2 separate regions of the Mus musculus genome follow, and region 2 is linked to region 1. Evidence: chromatin contacts called from public promoter capture Hi-C data. All regions are on one chromosome and are shown on one strand. The core of a region is the stretch at or near the end of the contact, and the rest is flanking DNA. Distances in the headings are between cores, read along the strand shown. Region 1 holds the start of Rab36 (RAB36, member RAS oncogene family). Region 2 holds the start of Ddt (D-dopachrome tautomerase).

Region 1 (4,164 bases), core at 565-3,064:
AATAAACACCCAGAGTCCCAAAGTTACCACCCCCACCTCATGTCCTTAAAGTCCAGGAAGACATAGGCAAATGGTACACGCCCATTATTCTATCACATGGGGGAAGGAGGCAACAGGATCAGGAGTTCACAGCCACTATCATGGAAAATTTGGGGTCTGCCTAGACTACACGAGGGCTTGCTACAAGCAGTTTTTAAAAAGACTACAGGGGAGCTCTGTCAGCATGGCGACCATCATCTGTGTCTAACCCACCCTGGCAAATCAACATAGGCCTGTTTCTCATTTTGTTCCAGGAGAAAAACGGGTCTACCAGTCCTGCCCCATCCCCACTCCTTAGCCATAAAAAGCCTTGCCTGCCGATCCTGCACACACCCCGGTCTCCTCTCTATTACTTCTGTGCTACAAGAACTCAAGTCTCCAGCAGCAGCATCCTCACAAGAAACCCTTAACCTTATCGGGGCCCTTTAAAAGCTGAGTAACCTGAGCTTTGGAGATATAGGACCCTTTAAACTTGAGGCCTTAGAAGTGGAACCACTTGCCAGGCCGTGGTGGCATAAGCCTTTAATCAGAGCACTTGGCAGGCTGAAACAGACAGATCTCAGAATCTCTGAGTTCAAGGCCAGTCTGGTCTACAGAGAGAGTTCTAGGACAGCCAGGTTTGTTATACAGAAAAACCCTGTTTCCAATGTGTGTGTGTGTGTGTGATGGTGGTGGTGAGAGATAGCTCAGTGAGTAAGAGCACTTACTGCTCTTCTGAAGATACTGAGTTAAATTCCCAGCACCCACATGGCAGCACAGCTTACAACTGTCTGATGCCGTCTTCTGTACAGATGTACATGCAGACAAAAGTACCCATATACATAAAGTACAGAAAGAAATCAAATCATTCAACAAAGGTCTCAAGCAAAGGCATAAGAATACTTCCTGTTGCATTAAAGACAATTGAAATAGATCTACCAAGGATCCAGTACCACACTTAGAAATCTACCTGCCGCTGTCCTTCACAAAGGGCCTCTCTAGCCCACACTGCCCTAGTTTTATTTTAAGAAAGTGTGAATACCCCCTGGGCTGGGAGTCAGAAAATCTGGGTTCAATTCTATTTCTAACTCGCTAGGCAAATCTTTTTGAATGAGGCTTTTAGTTTTCTTGTCAGAGAGAGAGAGGGAGGGAGGGAGGGAGGGAGGGAGAGAGAGAGAGAGAGAGAGAGAGAGAGAGAGAGAGAGAGAGAGAGAGAGAACAGAGTTGGGAAACCTGAACTTTTCAATTTTGGTAAGAGTTCTGATAAGAGTTATAAGGCCTCTGGAATACATCCTATCCTCCACACCTTGCTTTTCAACAGAAACTAGCTGGAAGGAGCACAGTAACTTGAGTCGCTTTTTAAACATCCATTAACCGAGGAAATTAATTTTTCAGCCTGCACTCCAGAAGCCAGGCACGATTTCCAAAAAGCATTAAATTCAAACGGATGCAGTAAGGCAGATGGTAGGCGTGAGGCGTGTCCTTCCCTTGCAGCAGGGAAGATGCAGGGCTTCAGTGCCATATCATAACTCCTTCTCGGGAGGCCGTCACGACCCGACCCACCAAAGTAGCAAGAGTGAACCTTGAGCCAACCGCACGCTCTGGCCCCGCCTGCTCATCTACGCTTTGGTTGTCATGGTGAGCCCGGGGCGCTGCAGTGGAGTCCGGAAGTCTCTGAGCAAGCAGTGCAAAGCTCGAGGTCCCGGGAGGCTCTCGTTGCTATGGTGATGACTCCGCGAGGGCCTCGTGCCAGCGTTATCGGAGGACTGGAGGAGGGTCCAGACCCCGCCCCCGACGTCGGGATTCGGGAGCTACGAGCCAGTCCCGCGAGGCCACTGTTGCTGTGGTGATTTGCAGCGGCCTGCGCGCCGGAACCTGGTCTTTGCAGCTTGGTGAGTCCTCTCACCCTCCCGGCTGCAGACGCGTCCTGGAGGTTATGGTCCTGAGGCTGTCAAGCCCCCTGCCCTCCACCTACCCCCAAGCCTGAGTGTGGCCTGCAGGCCTGGTCTTCCTCAGTGAGCGTCCATCCTGGGCCAGGCCTCTGCAGGAGCCAGGTCAGAAGAGGACAGCAGATTTAGGAGTGGTGGTGGGGTAGATTCTGGGTGATGTAGGGCAGGGAAAGTGGCTAGAACCTAAATTCACTCAGAGACTCCAACAGACTAAGGGCAAGGGACCCCTCCCTACTCTATTCCATAGCCAGGATTGGGTTTTGTATGTTTGGTTTGGTTTTTGGATTGTTTGTTTTTTTAATACCTCCCACATGCCAAGGAAGTGAATGCAAAGAAGGAGCCCCTCTTCCTAGGCATGGGGTCACCTCCCGACTCGGCAAGATGGGGTATGGGCTGCCCTTCCTCCACTGTGCTGCCTACAGCGTGAATGGCCTCTGCCTAACAATGGTGGTAGGGATGGAGACCCAGATATGTTTTAAGTCACAGGTGCATTTTGAGAACTTGTATGGCTTCCTGGGTCTTGTTAAAAGACAAATATAACAATTTTTGCCCTAATTGACTCTGTGAATGTAGAATTGGGCAACACTTCATCCTGTGAAATAAACTTGAGTGTTGTCTTGTTTTGCTTGGCTCCGTTTGAGTCTCTTGGTGTGACAGGCTCTCAGTGTGTCATGGAAGGACTCCGGAACCCATCACCCTCCTGCCTCTGCTTCCCAAGTGCTGACTGTATAGACCCGTATCACGACTGCACGTGGGTAGGAGTTTGATTTTATAGACAGAAAAAGGAAGGAGAGTAAAAATAGTAAAAAGCAAATTGGTTATTTCAAAGTTACTTCAATTGGAGGATAATTCATGCCAGCTCAGGTTGACTGGTCCCCTTGACTTCCCACAGAAGTCCCAAAGATCTCTTGTTTTGTTGGAAAACTAGCCCATTCAGAATTCTGTTTGATCATGTGACACCTAGCATAATCTGTTCTAGTCCGACCGACTGGGCCATAATGCAGAAACTACGTCTTGCATGTTTTATGTAATACTCTTTACCCCACTGATTGAGTCTGCAGAACACTGGAAGAATGAGGTCCTCTTGGACCCCTTTGGGGCCCCCTGTGAGCCAGGACCGCATCATCACCAGCTTCCCTAAGGTACAGTCATTAGAACACCTTTGTTGTTTTGTTTTGTTTTGTTTTGTTTGGGTCTGGATAGCTTTGATAAAAGATCTCTACTATCCCAGAAGCACCTGGAGTTCACTATGTATTCCAGATGAGCCTTAAAGTTCCAATCCTCCCGCCTCCCTCTCTGAAATGCTGGGGTGACAGGAATGTACCGCTGTTCCCAGCCCTTCTTGTCTTCTTTGCTGATGTAACACCTCAGCCTTAGCCAGCTTGGCTAATTTATGCCTTCATGCCCAGAAGTCAAACAAGTGAGCTGCAGAGGTTGATCTAATTTATTATTTTTTTAACTTATTTATTTATTATATATAAGTAGACTGCAGCTGTCTTCAGACACACCAGAATAGGGCATCAGTTCTTGTTACAGATGGTTGTGAGCCACCATGTGGTTGCTGGGAATTGAACTCAGGACCTCTGGAAGAGCAGCCAGTACTCTTAACGGCTGAGCCACCTCTCCAGCTCAATCTAATTTCTAAGAAGCTAAAAGACTGGGTGTTGAGTTCTTCTAAAGTAGGCTAGTAGTAGCAACAGGTAGCAGCTGTATGGCATGGAGACTGTAAGTCACGCAGTCCTCCGTGTAAAACCCGATGCTGTCATAGCTGTGACCTATGCTCACCCAAGCGCTAGGAGCTGATGATGCACGAAGGTAAAACCTCTAAGCACAGCTCATGGTAAGTGTAAGCTTCCCAAGTCAGGACATTCCTTATTATTCTTATTAGCTCTCTCCATAGGGTGGGAATGTAACTTAGTGGGAAAGCACTGCTTTAGTAGGTAAAAAACTGTGAGTTTTATCCCTAGCACTGTGGGGGTGGGGAGGGGGGAAGATATGAGAGAGAATATATACACAGGGCTTTCTCCATTGTTAGTCTACCTTTGCTTTTTGCTTAAAAGCTCCAATCTGTTTTACAGACTAATATTAATTTCAGTGGAGAATGCCAAGTAACATTTATTGGGGGGCAGAGGAACAGTATTTGCCCATATTACAGACACCCTTGCCCAGTAGGTAGCCACTTCTAGGAATCTGAACT
Region 2 (4,164 bases), core at 736-3,235, 740 kb after region 1:
GGCTCTGGCCCGGTTCGAGCAAACACCCTGGGTTCTTTGTTTCCGTCACAGAAATGTCATGACAGTTCCTTTCTTTCCGATCTGCCAAGCCTCCAAGGGGAAGAAGCGGATAACGATCCTTTAGGAGGAAGAAGGAGAGATGTCAACTCCTGCATACACCCCTCATTTGTTAAGGTCCCTGCCAGACAGGCCAGCCCATATCAGCCTGCAGGATATTTTGCCAATCTGCCCACCCCAGCTAATGATCCTTGCACCAAAGACAAGTCAGAAGAAAGGTGATGGCTATACCGGTCCCAGTGCAGACTTAACGCAATGGCTTCAATACCTGTGCTCTGTGCTCAGGTGAGCATGTTAGGCTGCTTACGGGCTAACAAACAGTCCCCCTGCTTCTAACTAACTGCATGCTCCTAAAGGCGTGCCCAGGGTACCAGGCACTTAGTTTTGAACCAAAGCCCAGCTCTAAGTGAGGCGCAGGTTCAAATCTGATTCAAATCTGTGGGAATCAGCAATTGCTCAATCACAGGACTCAGAGGAAGTCCCTGGCGATCGTCTGGCACCAGGGTGGTTGTGCACAGGGCTGACACCCTCAGGTTTCCATCTGTAAAACTGGCCCAATACAGTTATCTATGTCAGGAAGCTACCAAATCTGCCCTGTGCTGTGTGCACGAGCATTACCGTTAAGAAGTATTGTCCCCTCAACTAAAGGACAGCATTTGAGCATCCAACAAAAGCAGCCATTACCAACTTTCCTGAGCCCACTAGGACTCCATTTTGGAAGGCTCTTTCAAACTTATCTCCGTAGTTCTTCACAGGCCCGCTCCAGCCTCAGGAATATGAGACTCTAACTCTGCCTCAGAATGTAAGGATGGGGAGGGGGGAGGGGAGGGTCACCTTGTGGGGGAGGTCTTTTTATCATCCAGCAACTCTCCCGGAGCCTTATCTAGTTCAAAGGTTATCTGCCTCAGGACACAACCAGATTCCCTCGGACCAGCCTGGAAAAGTTCTCCCTTAAAAAACCAGACCCCCTGGTTCAGTGACGGTGAGGAGGCCACTATCACAGTGGTTAAGAGGGTGCCTAAGTAGATTCTCAGTACACACAAGACTACACTGGGGCTTCCCAAACCATCCTTTCTCGGGGCTGTAGAGAGTCGAAGGAATTGAAATCTTGCTAACATTCTGATCACAGACCCACCATTCCAGTGCCTGAGGAGTCCACCTTCGTGGACAAGGACACTGAGTGCTTTCTGGAACCAGCAAATAGTGACACCCCCCCCCCCCCCAACCTCATACAGAGAGACTGAGTCCTGACTCCAGACGCACAAATACGTTCCCTCACTGGCCCTGCATACCGGTCCTGGTCCAGGGACAGCTCCTCGGTGAGGAACTTGAAGAAGCTGGCGCTGTGAGTGCGGTTCTGCTCCGCGGTGCCCACAACCCCGATGGAAGAGACCAGAAGGTGAGCACAAGGCTCTGTGGATTTGTTCATCAACAGGGTCATGCCAGGTCGTATCGTAACGCTCACGCGCTGCAAGGAACACAAAAGTTAAATCCTGAAGCTTGGGCAGGGCATGGCTGGTGTTCAGAAGGGGGCGCGCCAAATTCTTAACGTGGGGGTCCGAGGGCTCCGGGTCTGGGACACTGCCCAGGATCCTTGGGAGTCAGTCACGTCAGGGTCACGCCTGGGAAAGACAACCAGGAAGGGATCTAGGAAGGGAGGATAGGACACGGAAGGTCAGAGGTTACCAGGGGAGTGGGGTCCCTGGGGATGGGAACGGGTCATTGGGAGGTCCGACCCTAGCCCACAAGTTCTCGCCGACCCTCACTCACGTCTTCGGGTTTGTCCAGGATGGTGGCTGTGGCCGCACACAGCCGGTTCTCCAGCCCCGCGGGTATGCGGCTAGCCGGCAAGTTTGTTTCCAACTCAACGAATGGCATGTTAGCGGGAGAAGAGTGGGATCGCCAAACGGTAACTGCACCGGGTGAGCTGTGGGAGCCAGTAGAGGTTCCAGAAAAGGAGCGCGGGGAGGGGCGGGGAGGAGGCGGGGCCAGGGAGGCGGGGCCGGGGAGGGAGAGCACAGCTCTGTTTCTCATTGGCCAGGCAGACTCGGCCCTTCTAGATTGGCTATCAGAGATACGCCTCTTCCGCTGTCACGTGTGCCGGCTCCAAATTACTGGTCCCAGGTTCACTACCTTTGGCCCTCCCAGTCGGCAGGTGGCTCTGTTTTTCCCTCTGAGCGTCCCAGCTAGTTGCCCACAAGGCATACATTTCTATAGGAGACTTAAAGGCTTAAAGTTTCTTAAATGATTGTGATCATTTCAAACTCAGTACGGGAACCGCACTTCTTTTGAACAATCTTGAGACCAAATAGCACGTGAGGTGTGCTTAGGCAAGACCCTAGGACAAGGGCATCTCTCTCTGGTCCCTAAGATACCTGAGTTTGTAAACTCTTCTGTCAGGGATAAATCATTGTCCATTAGAGAGTGGTAGAACTACTTAAAACAAACCAATCTGGCCGGGTGGTTGTGGTGCAAGCCTTTAAAACCAGAACTCTGGAGGCAGAGGTAGGCAGATCTCTTGAGTTCTAGGCCAGCCTGGTCTACAGACTGAGTTCCAGGACAGCCAGAGCTACACAGAGAAACTGTCACACACACACAAACCGAAAAAAGCAATCTGTCCAATTACACATAGGAAAGTGTGCATACTAAAGGATCCAGAAGCAAAACCATTACTCTTCTGTTAACAATGTATTTATTAGGTAAGGCACATAAAAGACGTCTTATGGCACAAGATTAAGTAGCTTGACAGTTTGGAGCCGGAGACAGGTAGAAGGCAGCAGTCAGGGTTAGAATGCTTGGGACAAGAATTTGGAAAGTCAGGACATACCAAGCAACTTCCACTCCCACAAAGGAACCAGCCCTGCACCCCACCTATGGCAGGAAGCAAAGACGCAGAGGACAAAGGTCTTTCACTAGTCAATCCCCGTCTCTTGCATGTATTCAACTGAGAGATCATAGATCCTGCATGCCAAAACTGAGGAAGGGAGGCACCAGGGTTGAGGAGCACAGAGGGTCACGTGGTACCAGATATCAATTATATGTATATGTGTATATACATGTATATACAAATATGGCTTGGAGGATGGGGGAAGGTTCAATGGTTTGTAAAGTTTCAAAGAAAAGGAATATGGCCAGATACGTTTCTCCCAAGTATTTTCCTGGAGCTCTCTCCAGAAGTCAGATAAGAACTGATGTTACAGCACAAGCCAGGTGGGGACACAGAGGGAACACAGGTGATGCAGAGAGGAAATTGCGGACCAGAGACCCTATGTCCTAGTGACAGCCAAAGAGCCAGACAGCCTCATCTCTTCGCTTGCACGGCCCCGAGTTTCCCTTGACCGTCTGTCTCCCAGTTCGAGCTATTCCCTCAGTGTAACAAACACTGCACAGAGAGCTTCAGCTTCTCTTTCAAGGCAGGGTCCATCAAGGGAGGCATATCCTTGGCCTTCAGGACAACTTCATGGGCCTCCTGGAAGAGGCTCTCCCCCACTTCGGCTTCTACTCTCTGACGCCAGGCAGCCAGTTTGGGTCGGCTCTCAAAGATTTTGCAGCCAGCACTGACAGGCTGTGGGGAGAAGGAGTCAGGTAGAGGGGATAAGTTCCACAATCTACAGGCAGCATGCCTGCCAGTATTTCCCCCACTATGTTGTCCCTTCCCCCACCATGTGTGAAGTGCCTCTTGATACCCCTATAGAAAGGATTTATGAGAATTTACTTTGTAATGATATGAATAAGTGACTGTTCGAAGCTCAGTCATAAATTGGGCATTTTATGTCACTACCTCCCAAGACTTAGGACATACTGGAGAAGACAAAGAATATACAAGCCTGAATAAAAGGGAAGGGAACCTGTGGGAACCCTGGCTTCCAGGTATGGAAAGGCGTGGCATTTAAATATTATTGGGCCCATTAGCATCCTGTCCTGGAAGGATGAAGGACACATGAGCGTCTCATCCCCTCTCTGAGGATGATGGTTAGGAGGAAGGGACGATTTCTTCAATGGCCACTTGGTAAGGTGTCCATGCTCCTGAAAACAAATCCTCACCCATTGTCCTGTAAGACACACACACAAAGAGACACAGACACAGACACAGACACAGACACACAC

What was found. Promoter capture Hi-C pulls out the DNA fragments that hold promoters and counts their contacts.
Region 2: a promoter capture Hi-C map of pre-B cells shows a contact between it and region 1, with 2.5 times the contacts expected there. The contact joins the promoter of Ddt here to the promoter of Rab36 in region 1. A contact is called at or near these places in 2 of 39 promoter capture datasets (cranial neural crest and pre-B cells).

The regions. Positions count from the first base shown.
Region 1 is chr10:75,035,412-75,039,575 of GRCm38.p6, forward strand. Rab36 (RAB36, member RAS oncogene family) reads left to right here and starts at 1,815. Exons shown (of 10, transcript NM_001359272.1): 1 at 1,815-3,109. The coding sequence starts at 3,041.
Region 2 is chr10:75,771,389-75,775,552 of GRCm38.p6, forward strand. Ddt (D-dopachrome tautomerase) reads right to left here and starts at 1,986. Exons shown (of 3, transcript NM_010027.1): 1 at 1,828-1,986; 2 at 1,350-1,525; 3 at 1-118. The coding sequence starts at 1,935. The coding sequence ends at 46. It overlaps Gstt3 (glutathione S-transferase, theta 3), which reads right to left. Exons shown (of 5, transcript NM_133994.3): 5 at 2,734-3,622. The coding sequence ends at 3,425.